Regions from separate parts of the Gossypium hirsutum genome. Here regions 2 and 3 are each linked to region 1. Evidence: chromatin contacts called from public Hi-C data. All regions are on one chromosome and are shown on one strand. Each heading gives the region's core, a stretch centred on a gene start, on an enhancer-like site or on the middle of the called end of the contact. The rest is flanking DNA. Distances are from core to core; before and after follow the strand shown.

Evidence for each region. A called contact is a pair of places that touch in the nucleus more often than the background predicts.
Region 2: a Hi-C map of leaf shows a contact between it and region 1, with 2.7 times the contacts expected there. The contact joins the promoter of LOC107956987 here to the promoter of LOC107956991 in region 1. A contact is called at or near these places in 3 of 34 Hi-C or Micro-C datasets (all in leaf).
Region 3: a contact with region 1 is called in a Hi-C map of leaf, with 2.7 times the contacts expected there. The contact joins the promoter of LOC107960454 here to the promoter of LOC107956991 in region 1. A contact is called at or near these places in 8 of 34 Hi-C or Micro-C datasets (callus, hypocotyl, leaf and 1 more).

What each region holds. Positions count from the first base shown.
Region 1 is chrA05:84,715,041-84,719,684 of Gossypium_hirsutum_v2.1, reverse strand. It overlaps LOC107956991 (30S ribosomal protein S21, chloroplastic), which reads right to left and starts at 2,690. Exons shown (of 2, transcript XM_016892415.2): 1 at 2,154-2,690; 2 at 1,144-1,414. The coding sequence starts at 2,566. The coding sequence ends at 1,303.
Region 2 is chrA05:84,526,920-84,531,563 of Gossypium_hirsutum_v2.1, reverse strand. It overlaps LOC107956987 (transcription and mRNA export factor ENY2), which reads left to right and starts at 1,808. Exons shown (of 5, transcript XM_016892413.2): 1 at 1,808-2,555; 2 at 2,648-2,735; 3 at 2,843-2,937; 4 at 3,750-3,826; 5 at 4,122-4,516. The coding sequence starts at 2,554. The coding sequence ends at 4,195.
Region 3 is chrA05:84,573,815-84,578,458 of Gossypium_hirsutum_v2.1, reverse strand. It overlaps LOC107960454 (cytochrome P450 94B3), which reads right to left and starts at 2,673. Exons shown (of 1, transcript XM_016896802.2): 1 at 459-2,673. The coding sequence starts at 2,323. The coding sequence ends at 797.

The sequences.
Region 1 (4,644 bases), core at 1,441-3,940:
ATGCCAATCGAATTAAGACTCAATCAGTAACTAGACTTTTTAAACTGATCAAATAATTTTAAAGTTGTCTTTGATTTTAGGAACCAAAACATTTGGATTGTTTGTGATAATGAAGGGTTTTGGAGTTAAAAGAGTCAAAGCGGATGAAATGATTCACTAAAATCGGGTTTTATATCCTGACTCAGTTGATTCATTTATTAAACTTAGAAAGATGCAGCATCTCTTACTTTATATCTCAACTTTTGTACCAGGAAAGTAACATTTCATAACCTAAGCAGCAAAGGAAATGTTGAAAAGGTTGCCTAGATGCCCAATCATTATAAGTTGTCGAAAAGAATGTTTTGCCACTTTTGCTTACTGGCACTAATGGAACAGTACATGTACCTCTGGTTGAACTTTGAGAGTTTGACCATTTTGATTAATTCTTTGTTTCTGCAAAAAGTTTTGCATTGCTTGTTCGTGTAAATAGAGGAAGAGATTCAGCAAAACGATCGATTTCCGATAAACTGAACAAAGAATCCAGGACTTAAATACTCTCTCTTTCTGCTGTTTGATGCCATCTTTCCAAGACTTATCTTTCAGCCTCTAAAACTGCTATTTTTGTAACTTGGCGTTTCATCTGAGATTTCTGAAGAGCACTGGCTTATTGCCTCTAATGGACCTGAGTCCCTCAATGGCTTGCATGTAACATGTAATCACAAACTTATTTAGCAAACACTCAAGGATAAATCCAAAAGCATATACTATATTGTTGAAAACAATCCAAGAAACCATCAATTACAGTATCTCCATAAGCACCTTAGTAACAGAATTCGATTACGTTAGCTCCGAAACACTCCTAGAGATTCAACAATAAGGCTTTAAATCACATGATTTCAGACTCTGTCCCACTCAAATTCCAAACCAACTTAAATTGACACGACACCAGCCAGCAAGCTCCGATATATTTCTCTCATTACGTGGGAACACAAGACATTCCCATGACCAAGAATAAGAACAGTTGTCTCCTTTGCAACTCAAAGTCGGGATTGGAAAAAAGAAAAGAGAAAACATAGACAAACACAAACTTCCACCTGTTCAAAACGGGTTACCTTCCAATAGGTCCAACAAAAACATGGTAATGCAAGGAAGATTTCAGATCAATTTAAGGAATGAAAATCTTGACTTCATTTATGTAAAAAGAAAAGCATAGCGCAATTCAAGTGGCAGAATTCATCCTAATTCAACTTACAATGGACAGACAAAACTGCCAGAGCTCAAAGGCGAAGAAGATAAGTAAATAAAAGGCATGGCAAAATGCGATCAATAGGGAAGGGCTTCATTTGGCATGTCCCAGTTATCTTCGTCATCCTCATCCCCCTTCTTTGTAGATACTTCCTGCTTGTTTGGTTGTGAAAATCTTGCTTGGGGACGCCTGATCACATATGCATCAGAGAAGACATAATCATCACTAATTATTATCAACCAGAGATAATATAACCACAAAACAGAATATGCTCATTGAGAGCTAAGATAAAAGGGTTGGAAATTGACCATGAACTCAAACAGAAAAAGGCAAGGCCTAACTAGTTCATGGAGGATGTAAATGTAGAAGAAACAAATAAAACTACACCAAATATGTTACATGTTCAACTAAGATCAGAAACTACATAGAATATACCCTTCTTAAACACTACTCTACAAGCTCAAATTTGAAAGCCTTGGTTCAATATACTGAAGTTGTCTCCTCAAACCATATTTAGAAATCAAATGCTGGGGATAACAGCTCAACTGAACACTATGCGCAAAGGAAAACAAAACCAGCTAGGCCTTGACACATTGCATTGGTAAATCAATCACAAGGAAACTGCATAGGCTTCAATTTTCATCGCTAAGAAACAAATACCCAACAATAATTTTCTAATTTTCCCCTTCATATCCTCCAAGCTCCACCAGGGAACCAAAACTGTCTAATCTCATATGAATTCTTCAGCCCTTATCTTTCTTTCCACCCCAATTAAAACCCAAAAATTCCAATGCTAAATTACTAAAAAAAAAAGTCAAACAAAAGAGCCTAAGCATATGACATACATTGCATAGCATCCAAAGTTCCTTTCTTTTTCTTCATTATCTTTACACAGTTTACAAAAACAAAGGAAAGGCCAAAATTTTACCTTCTACGATTACGCTTAGCAGCCTCGCGTGACTTACGCTTCTTCTCATCTTGCTTATTCTCAAAGAACCTCCTCCTCTTACACTCTTGAATAACACCAGCTTTCATGACCTCTCTTCTGAACCTGTTAAGCAGTCTTTCTTCAGGTTCATTGTCATCCACAATAACCTGGATATTGTAAGCCGATTTGAAGAAAAGGGTATTGGCATTTGCAAGAGAAGGGCATATAACTGATGACAATTCAGTGGATAAAGAAGAAGATTGATCCTCTGGAGCTGACCATGAGAGAGGAGCATTTTTGGGTTTTTGGGAAGAGAGTGAAAGACTGTTGAGAGCCGGTGGGGCTTTGGGTGGAGAAGGATTAGGAGGTAAAAGGAAGGAGAAGAAGTTTGAGAGTGAGAGTGAAGTAGCCATTGTTGTGGCCTGTGGTGTAGATTGATAGGCTCAGCCTGGCTTTGAGTTTTTCAGTTTGTGGATGTTTTCTGACTTTCCTTTCTCACATGGACACTATCCCTTTATGTACTATTTGAGGATAAGCTGACTCGGCCTTGATTGACTCTTAAAAGTTTAGGCCAACTTTGGGTCTTAAATTTTATTGGGTTCTAAAAGATTTTGGGCCTTTAGCCTTTTTCGAGTCTAAAAAATTAGGGAGAGGGAACTTAAATTTTTTTTGCCTAATTGGAACTTAAATTTAGAAACCGTAAATTAACTTGATGCTTCTTTTAGGTACTTTACTAATTGTTAAAATATGTCGACGCTACATTGATGACAAATAGCACGAGCACACATGTAAGCCTTATATTTTGATACATGGTAAAATAAAATAAAATGTTTAAATTTTATAAAAAATTATAATTTTTTATTTTTTTCACTTGTCGAAATGTGAAATTGTCATGTGCCATTATGCTATTGAATGTCAGTGTCACGTCACATATTTTAATAGTATTAATCAAATACTTAAAAAAGTGTCAAGTTAACTTATGATTTCAAAGTTTAAGTATCAATTAAATAAAAAAATTAAATACTAAATTAATATAAATTGTCAAATTCAAATATCTTCGTGTATATATATATATCCAAGTTGATATTACCTATGATTATTTGGAAACAATGAAAATAGCTAATAACTTATATATATATATATATATATTATAAAATTAACTCTTAATGAGTGTTTAAGAATTAATAGAGGTATTTTAAGTAGTATAAATAATTAATAAGGGTATTTTAAATAATATAAAAAAATAATAGAGATATTTTATGTTGATTAGGGATATTTTAAGCATTAGAACTTAATAACGGAAATTCATGTATTTTCTAAAAAAAATAATTAATTTACTTATAAATTATAAATTTTATTATTATAATTTTTTTATTTAATGTATATGTATCTATTATATATATGTATTCAACTGTTTTTAGAGTTACTGAAGTAAATAGATATATTTTGATATTTCAAGAATATATTAAGGACACTTTTGATATTTTATAATATTAATTAAGTTATTTATATTTATTACTATGCTAATATTTTTAAATTGTGTTATTGTATTTTTATAAATGTTGTTTTCATTATATTTTAAAGGCATTGTTAATTAAATAAGTATCATTGTTTTTACACATGGTCAAAATAATTATTTAATCTCTATATTATATTATTGAGGTTAGAATTATGGTTAGCTTTTTTTTAGGGGTATGTACGAATAAAGGTCTATTTTTAAAATTATTTACGGAAATAAGCCATTACTAAAAATAATTACGGGTACGGATTGAAAATAAAAAAATACATTGACATGGATGGGTTTTCAAGGGATGACCCCCAAAAAAAGGCTTTCATGTCAGGGCTTTTTTCCTTGTGTTAGGTAAAATCATGTTGACATGGACATGCTTTTGCCTGAAAATTTTAGAAAAGGTCATTTTTTAAAAATATTACAAAAATAGACCAATTTTTTGTAAATTTACGAGAATAAGACTTTATTAAGACCCAAAGCGGCCTCACCATTTTTTTTTGTGTACCACCAATTAATGTGGAAATAAAACTTGCAAAACATATATTTATATAGAATCAAAGTCTCATTTCCCTTGTTTTCTTAAGTAATGTGGGATGTAAGATATGTGTATATATAGATTCATGAATAAGTTTACAGCTTGTTCGTAGACAATGTGACATTCTTTCATATTTTAACTAACACCATAAGATTAAAGGCTATACTATATTTTATAATCTTTTTACAAAACAATTTCTATTTTTTTATATTTTGTTAACGTTTTCTCATATTATAAAATTATCTTTTGATATATTTAACCTTATTGCATTTTAGAATTGTTTAGTACTTAGATAGTTTTTTGTTTTTGTAATTTTAAAAACTTGATATCTCTTTTTTTAAATCTTTTACTATACTCATTAATTTTTTAATCCTAATTTTAAATTTAATTTTCATCACCTAATGAATGCTGATAAATTTATTTCAGATATATTTTGACTATATAGA
Region 2 (4,644 bases), core at 559-3,058, 190 kb after region 1:
TAGACTTGTAAACCAAACTAGTGTAATTAGAATTAACCAATGTGATTTCGTCTCAATCAAAATTTTCATTATGGAATGAGATAAAGTAAAGATCCCTTACAATTGAACTTTTTTGATTGCATATCTTTATAAATAAAGTTAGCCAATCACATTAGATTACTTTGAATTGTACGTGGTTGACTGAATTTCTTCCTCAGTATTAATCATGAAATTTGCTACATGAGATTCCTTAAAAAGATGCACAAAAAGAAACGCTTTAATTCAGTCAATTATGCAAACAAAATAAACAAATTATAACTTGTTCAGTTGCAATGTGAATTGATACTAAATATTGCAATTGGCAGCATCAATAAGTTTTTTTTTTTGTATATTTGGAAACATCATTTATCTATTGTTAGAGTTGTGTGACCCAAATTCCTATTAACTAATATAAGAGATTGCTTGCAAGTTAAGTTAAACAAAATATATTTTCTTTCTACAAGATTTAGTATTTATTAGTATAATATATTAAGCATTTATTAGCATAATTTATTTGACATATAAATTTAGCTTATAAATAAGCTCTTTTACAACATTAGAAAACACACCCATTAAAAGATTATAACTCATAACACTTTTAGAGAATTTTGTGATTACGTTTTGAGGGTTTTTTTTTCGGGTTTTGAGATTTAATTTTTATCTCCATCTTTTGTACTATTCGTTCTTTTGCCATTATATTAAAATTATCTTTATCCGTAGTTTTTTATTCTCTTTGGAGGAATTTTTTCACGTTAAATTTGTGTGTTTAATTTTTCAATTTCTTCCACTATTTTTATTAGTTTGTTGCTTAATTGGGTAGATTCCAATCGTTATACTCATGTTTGGATATAAGTTAGGTACCATAGTCGAATTTTAATGCTTCGAGAACAATAAAAGGTTGAGGCAACATAGGTAGATTGCATACATGTCATCCGAGTGGGGGACAATAATAGTGGGGGGGAGAGACCTGGCCACAGATGCAGCTTTCTATACAACAGTCAGCAATTTAGCTACTTGACTACTTGGCTAAGACAAGGAAATCCCATTATCATACCAATGACCCTAGAGTAGAGCTGATCATGGGCTGGGCGGCCCAGCCCGGCCCGAAGGCCCGCCCGAAAAATGGGAGAGTTTGGGTAAAAATATAGGCCCGAAAAATGGGCTTAGGCAAAAAAACGAGGCCCGTTTAGAAAACAGGCTAGGCCTCGGGTAAGGGTTTTTTGGCCCGAGCCCGGCCCGAATTATATATTAATATATATATTATTTTTAATTATTTTAAATTTTTAATATAACTATTTTTTATTATATTTTTAATTTGTGTATTGTTTTAAGAATTGTTTTAGTATTATTTTTATTTGTTTTAATATTTGTTTTTATGTTTTTAAATATATTTGATTTATTATATTTTTAAACTTTTTTTATTTAATGAAATAAAAAAAATTTAATATGGGCCGGGCCGGGCCGGGCTCGGACTTAGTAATTTTATTTCGAGCCGGGCTTGGGCAAAATTTTAGGCCCATATTTCGGGCCGGGCCGGGCCCGAGTCTAATAGATGGGCCTGAAAATTTATATGGGCTCGGCCCAAACCCGGCCCGGTCCGGCCCATGATCACCTCTACCCTAGAGCTGCTTGAGAGAGTTTTTTTTTTTTTTTCAGCAGATGCCATTATTGTAGGATGGCACAATATGAGCCTCAAAAACAGCATTAAATTAGCAATACTAGGGAACAGTGACGGTCACATGATCTTAACACAGAATATGAAAGCGACCAAGATGCAAAGTTTTCAACCACTCAATTTTCTTCCATAGATTACATAAGAAACCACTAAAACAGCATTACCGGGACTACGTAATACTGTTCTTTGCACAATCAGGAAAGTTAGCCACATACTTGAGGATGCTAGCCAAGTTATTTATCTGTTCCTAGTGCCCCACGCGAACATGAACTCAGTCCCATCGAGTGTTTGGAAATGGCTCTTAGGTTCCACAAATATCTAGCACCTGTTCAAGTTGGACATATGCAGCTGAATCCATCTGCAATTCAATGAAAAAAAACAAAGAGAGACATAAAAACAGCTACCCAATATACATGGATGGGCAATTGGACACTTTGTTGTCATAGCCTCATAGGTGTTCCATATTAGTAAGATCTGAGGGTTAGGGTCCTACATTTATCTTTCTCTAATATCAAAAGAGTTCCAACGAAATTCTTATACTAAAGGCAGTATCTAAATCTAAGGCCTAACAAGCTAACAGCTATGGAATTCTTTATGTGAAGGGCCTGTGTCCATCCTTGAAAAAGGCTTCAAGAGATGGCCTTGTAAAATGCAACTAAATCTAGGGGCAAATCTGGTAAAATACTTCCTTCGTCTGAAATATCCCCTACGTTGTCGTTTCTAGGTGACGGTGTAGGCCGAGGAAAAAAATTTAAAATCCCTTCTTTTTTTCTTTGGTTTCTAGCTGTTTCGAAGTACAAAAATTTCTCCAATTTCCTCACAAATTTTCATTTCTATTTTGAGAGATTTAATTTAACATCATGTAAGTAAATTTCTTGTTTTTTTTTTCTTCAATTTAACTAAATCATAATCAAAATCGAATCTTTAATTTTTTTTTTTAAAATCCCTCAACAGGAAACATTCAGTAAATCGGCCTCCAACCCCTGATGGTGCAGAAGATCAAGGGAATGAACCCATCCTTCAAGAAATTATTAATATCAAGGTTCTTTTCCCTTCTTTTTATTATTTCATATTTTCTTTTTTCTTTTTTTTTTGGGGGGGGGTGGGGAGGTTCTTATTTATTTACTATGATTTAATTGAATTTGGTAGTTAATTGAAAGCGGGGAAAAAGAGAGATTAATGGAAATGTTAAGAGAAAGACTTATAGAATGTGGATGGAAGGATGAGATGAAAGCTCTTTGCAGGTTTTTTTTCTTTTCCCCACTATTTTTACTGTCTCCTTTGTATCCAGTTATTGTTTAAACTTTGAACTGCCTTGCTTCAAATATTAATTTGTGTATTTATCTGCAATTGATCTTCTTTCTAATCGTTTAACCTATCATTTTTTGTGTTGGCTTAGTTATAATTAATCTAAGGATTAAAATTCATAGTATCCGAAAATTAAGAGAATTTTCAAGTTCTTCTTAGATAAGGAAATTAGAATTAAGTCATGGCTTGTTTAATACTTTATAAATAGTTTCTTTTTTTAGAAAAAGTGGATCAAATTAAGTAGTTGATCAATGGGGAAAAAATTTGTCATGGGGTTCTTAAGACTTCACTTGTTGCTTCCTACTTTGTATTGATGTGGAAGTGGATAATCTTAGAGCCAGATTGTGATGCCAGTGCCCGGTCCCAAATATAAGTGATATGCTGAGTTTTTCTTACTTTTATGTTTTCTGTTACGACAATGGCTAAAAGATGTTTAGGATGGTGATGCGTCAAATTGTGTCTAGCGATGTGTTGTGGTGTTTTAGATAATGACTAATCAATGCCGCAATAAGTTTCTTTATAGTTATGTAAAGCTGTATAGCTTTTGTGGGCTATTTATTTTCATGGAAAGAAAACCAGGGGGATGAAGTGCCGTGAGATAGAGAAATTAGTTCTTTATCCAAGAATCGATTTGTTTTGCTTGGCATTTAAGTTGATTGCAACGTATTCAATTTCCTTTTATGCATCATCTCTATGTGAAATCTTTATGATACTTTATAGAAATCTCTTCCATTTTGATGAATGACAGAGCATATGTTAAGAAGAAAGGAAGAAATAATGTCACTGTGGATGACCTTGTTCATTTGATCACCCCAAAAGGCAGAGGTAAGAATTAGTATTTTTTTTTTCCCTCTATTGTTATACTTGCCCTTATCAGCATTCCATAAGTTGAAGCAATGGATCAATTAGAGTAGAGAGAATTAGTTCATACCAAAGAAAGATCCTCGATTTTGTTCTTGGTATATGCTTCCTCATGCTATGATGTTCCACAGTCCTAGCTGGTGGTTGATAATAAATTGGATTATGTCTGATTTACCCATTTTTAAGCTCATGATTTTTGTCTCTTATACTATTTGCATTTTATTTCCTTATCACCACAGTTAAATCATTGTTTATGCAGCTTCTGTCCCAGACTCCGTAAAGGCTGAGCTATTGCAAAGAATTCGTTCTTTTCTCACGTCCGCTGCTCTTTGACCATCACCATGCATTGATTAGCAAAGAGGGGGGAAAGTTAGAGAGCTTTCAACTGTCGCTATATGGACTTCAATGAAGCCTCAATAGGGTTCGTCTTTAGCATCTTGTTGAATGATTACACCAATGGAATGAATAGGGTTTGTAGCCGTGAGGATGTAATTTCATTTAACCATTCTTGCTGTGATAGGATCAACAAATTACAGATGGTTTCGGTTGTCTACAAACATTTCTATTGCTGGGTTTAAGGGAGGAAAACTGTGCATTAGATCAACATATTTGACCTTGTAAATCCTCTGATTGAAGCTATACTTCTTTCCATGATGAGTATCCTCTTTTTAAGCTATTGCTACACAAATGGCAAGTCAAATGAAGTCATGGTTCAATTATTTTAGCTTGTTCTCTTAGGTGATTGGAATGAGAGATTGAACAAACCTTATTTGGAATTTGCA
Region 3 (4,644 bases), core at 1,424-3,923, 140 kb after region 1:
TTGTAAGCACTAATCAGCATGTTGTACTGGAGGTGTCCATGGGGACCCGACCAAAAAGAAAGAAAAGCATCTTGTACCAGTTACATTCATCTTTCTTTAACCTCTATGAAAAGAAAGAAACTTCTTTGATGTCTATTTTGTGTTATTAATCTTTGTTTTTCTTGTTTATTTCTTTGTCCCCGAGCAAGATGAGAAAGAACAAAAACAAAATTCCTCATTCTAGTTAAGTGTGAAGTTCTGGGTCTCTATCTAACACGTATGCCATTTGAGCTAAAGCTTCTATTATAATCGTAAAGATTGCTTTGAATATTGAAACAGGATACTGAAGAGAATAGTCTATCTTTGAATATCATAGGTTGCTTTGAATTTTAAAACAGGATGCTTTCATTATACATGCTGTAGGAAATTAATATTATTTTGAATATTTAATACTGTTCCCACTTTAAAAAATCAATACATGTGACATAATCCTTCCAAACATGCATGCATGTACATTTCTGACCTTGTATTAGAGGTGATTAACTAAGCTCATGCTCTTACAATCACAAATTTGTTGCTTGAAGGACAACTACATGATTTTGAATCAACGATCTAGATTGATGCCAATAATTATGAACGATCTGATAAAGATTTGTACAAGTATGTGATTGTTTTAGCTAATATTTTTCCTCCTAACTATAATACAGATGAGACATGATAGCATATTGCCATCTTACATTGCTCTTACAAATCTTTTTTTTTTTTTTTTAAATTTCAGAAACATTGATTCTCACTAAAAAATGTATTTTTTAAAGTCTTATATTGAATGATCTCGTTTCTTGATCAAAACCTTTAGTCCACCGGCCATGTGAGCCGTCAAGAGTGGCACAAAAATAGGCTTTTCTGATCCGATTGGTTTGATTTCAAACTGTCTCAGTATGGAAGCCACCACATATTTCATCTGAATGAAGGCCATATCTCTTCCAAGACAAATTCTTGGTCCTGCCTGAAAAACTGGAAACTTGTATGGACTTACCTTCTTTAGTGATCCTCCCTGGTGACTTGGTTCAATAAACCACCGGCTCGGTCTGAACTCGATGCAGTCCTTTCCCCACAACGCTTCCATCCTCCCCATTCCATAGGGAAAATAGGTTACCCTATCCCCCGCCTGGACTAAAGTACCATCAGGTAACATATCATCCACCATGGCATGCTTTGAGTTCCAAGCTACCGGCGGGTAGAGCCTCATGGACTCACAAAGAGAAGCTTTCAACAATTTCAGTCCCTCCAATGATTCATAATCCGACAATATTTTATCATTTTTCTGTATCTCTTTCAGCAGTTCTTGCTCTATAACTGGATGGCATGAAAGCAACCAGAAGAGCCATGTCATTGCTGCTGAAGTTGTATCCCTTCCTGCCATGATGAAGTTAATGATCATATCTCTTATCACTTCCTCATCGCAACCAGCCAATATCAACCTCGATAGGAGATCTTCACCGCAATTCTCTTGGCTTTCATCCATCTTTTTCTTCCTGTTACGAATGATTTCCTCAATATATGCATGAACTTCTTCAACAGCATCCCTGAGCTTTTTCTCCGATCCAACTCCGAGCCATTTCTTGACCTTCCAAACCAATAACAAAGGAGCGGCTCCACGTTTGGCGCATATCTCCGATGCCATGTCGAAAGCTTTGTTGGGAGGCGAAACAAGCTGAGAAGGGTCTAAAACACAGTGATCCACCCCTAATGAGACCTTGCAGATCATATTGAACGAAAGTCGTCTCAGCAAGTCCTGTAAGTCTACCACTGCTGATGCCGCAGCCAATGATTCTAACGAAGGTAAAAATCGATTCTCTACCTCTTCTTTCAATGTGCTCATCACGAATTCTCTCAAAGAATTGGTGCTGAAAGCTTGGCTTGCTAACTTGCGTTGAATGCGCCAAAGCTCCCCATCCACATTGAATATCCCATAGCCAAGAAAGTCACCCAGAATTTCAGTGAAAGGCTTGCCTTTAGGGAAGTTATTGAAATTGGTTTTCAGCATGTACTCAACGTTCTCCGAGTTTGCGGTCACAACAGTCCTTCGAGTACTAAGCCGGTTAATCACAATTGTATTGGTGTCCGACTCCGCGATGAGCTCTGTATACCAATCTATCAAACGAGTGCGGTTTTTGTAGAAAGAAATCATGCAGCCGATTATAGGATAAGTTGGGGGGCCATGTCCTGCTAATTCTGAAACTCTGCAGACTTTACATAAGATTGCATGCAACAAAGAGAAAAACACTGATATCAACACAAACTCCAAGGGCACAAGCTTAAAGAAAGACATGAAAATTCCCATATTAGCATAAAAATGGCAGAATTTGATGCTTCTGCAACTTCAACATCAAGGGGGGCTTGCAAAACTAGCTTCCTAGATGGTTGTACGAGAATATATATATATATATTCAGCTACTCGTTTCATTATTTTTAAAACATTATGTTTTTTTCTTGCTATAGTCATTAGTACTTTTATCAAAATAATGAATAGGTATAGTTGACCCACTACCAAGGTGGATTAAGAGAGAAAAATAATATTTCTATAAAATATTTTAAAAAAGGTAGAGATTTATTATGATATTGTGCTCTACCTGAGGTTCACCAACAATAAATCAATGAAATTTGAATCAACTTTTAATGTTGGCTTTATTTTCAAAACTTACTTTGTTAATCTTCGATGTGTTGGATATGGTAAATTTAAAGGTTTTGAAATAAGATATAGATGAGTGTGTTTTCTTTGCCAGGTTTTTCTACAAGCTTGTAATTATTTCATTGTTTACTCTATTTCTCTTCTTTTTCAAGAAGATTCTTTCACAAAGTGATTAAAGAATAGGGCATGTTGGTACAAAGCTCCGGTAAGGAAAAAACTCGAACACACGATCGAAACTCGAAAAGAAAAAGAAGAAATAGGACAGGCTCCAAGGCATGTATCAAGCCACTATCTTTAAGGTTATATTCGCCCCCACTTATCTTCAGTGTGCAAACGAGTTCCAAGCAAATTAACCTCGAGGATACAATGAAGCCAATGACTATTTGCGTTTTGCACTGACGAGGATAGTCCACTATGCACTGAGTAATGTATAACAAAAACTCAATTTCTACAAAGGATTTCTGCAGCAATACTTTATAGAATAATCTAATAATATTAGAAAATGGAGGAAGAGAAGAAATAATATTAGAATTTGTTGATATGGTTTCCAAATGAAATCCCATTCCTATTTATAGGAATTTTCATGTCTCTTCATAGAGACATCTTTCAATAGGTGTCTTTATGAATAAATAAATAATAATAATTATTCATTTAATTTTGTAACTATTCAAATAATATTTTTTGAATAGTTATAATTCTTTTTTAAAAAAATCAAATGATATAACTTTTGACCAATGACCAAAAGTTTTATCTTTTGATTAATTACACCCATTCATTTATAGTTATTGGGATACTATAAATATTTGAAAATATTCCAACAGGGCAGTTAATCTTTGTCCAAAGTATAGAACTATCAAAAGTCATTCTTTATATAAAGATTAATGCAAAACTTTGTCAGGATTCAATTGGCTTTTAGCATAAAACTTATTCATCCTCTTCCAAATATTTTACTCGAGTTTCCCATGGTAGTCAAATTGTGACTACCATGCATGTTTTATTATTTGATGCTTTTTATAAACCCTCTTTCAGCTGCTTTATTTTGCTGGTATCAATTATATAAATATGGTGGATGAGTGACAAAGGACTCATGCTCAAATCTTCCATTAACACCAGTCCTGGATTCAAATGAATTTGGAAACGTGTAATTCATTGTATTAATGTTTGAAAGCTGGAAAAAACAAAAACACCTTGTCTTCATGTCTGTTATGTTAGCAGACACGTTTGGACCTGACTTGACTAAATCCATGGAAATTGATGTCTGAACTTCATTGAAAGGTATTGTATCCAAACCAAACCCTCGTGCCTTTAAGATGTTGCAGTGAAGAAGATAAACATAACTATGACATTGTTTGTTTTATATTATATATATGATCGAAATGAAACAATAAAAGATGACTACCATCATTACTAACCACAAAACATGCCCTGCACTACTAACCACGGCTGCCGATCCGTAATGATTTGCCCTCATTTCTCCTATCATATTCTTTTATCTATCTGATATATATGTTATTGCATTGAAGCAGACACGAGTTAACTACAAAGTCGTATTAACTATGCATGCTCTCGACCACACACTGCCAATCTTTTCTTTTATTTTCTTATTTTCTAGTAAGTAATCTCTTTGTTTTCGCTGTAGCCGACCATAAAATGGCACCCCATGTAAGGAAACGTGACTGAATGTACTAAAGAATCATTAAATCAATGGCTCACTGCACCATTCCAATATATAATAGTGGACTGGATGTGGTTTCTGATGGAATGTGAATGATTGAAATGCTAGTGATTAATATATATATTGTTAGCCTATGAATGAGACAAACAATGGGATGGTATTTAACAAATCACCGAAGTTTTTGTTTCCCATGTCCATATGTTAAAAGTTTTTCCTTGCCTGCCAAAAACAAATAAAAAAAAGTGGAAAAGTTTTTTTGTAGTTGAATGGAAGATTCAAAGGGTTAGCATTATTAATT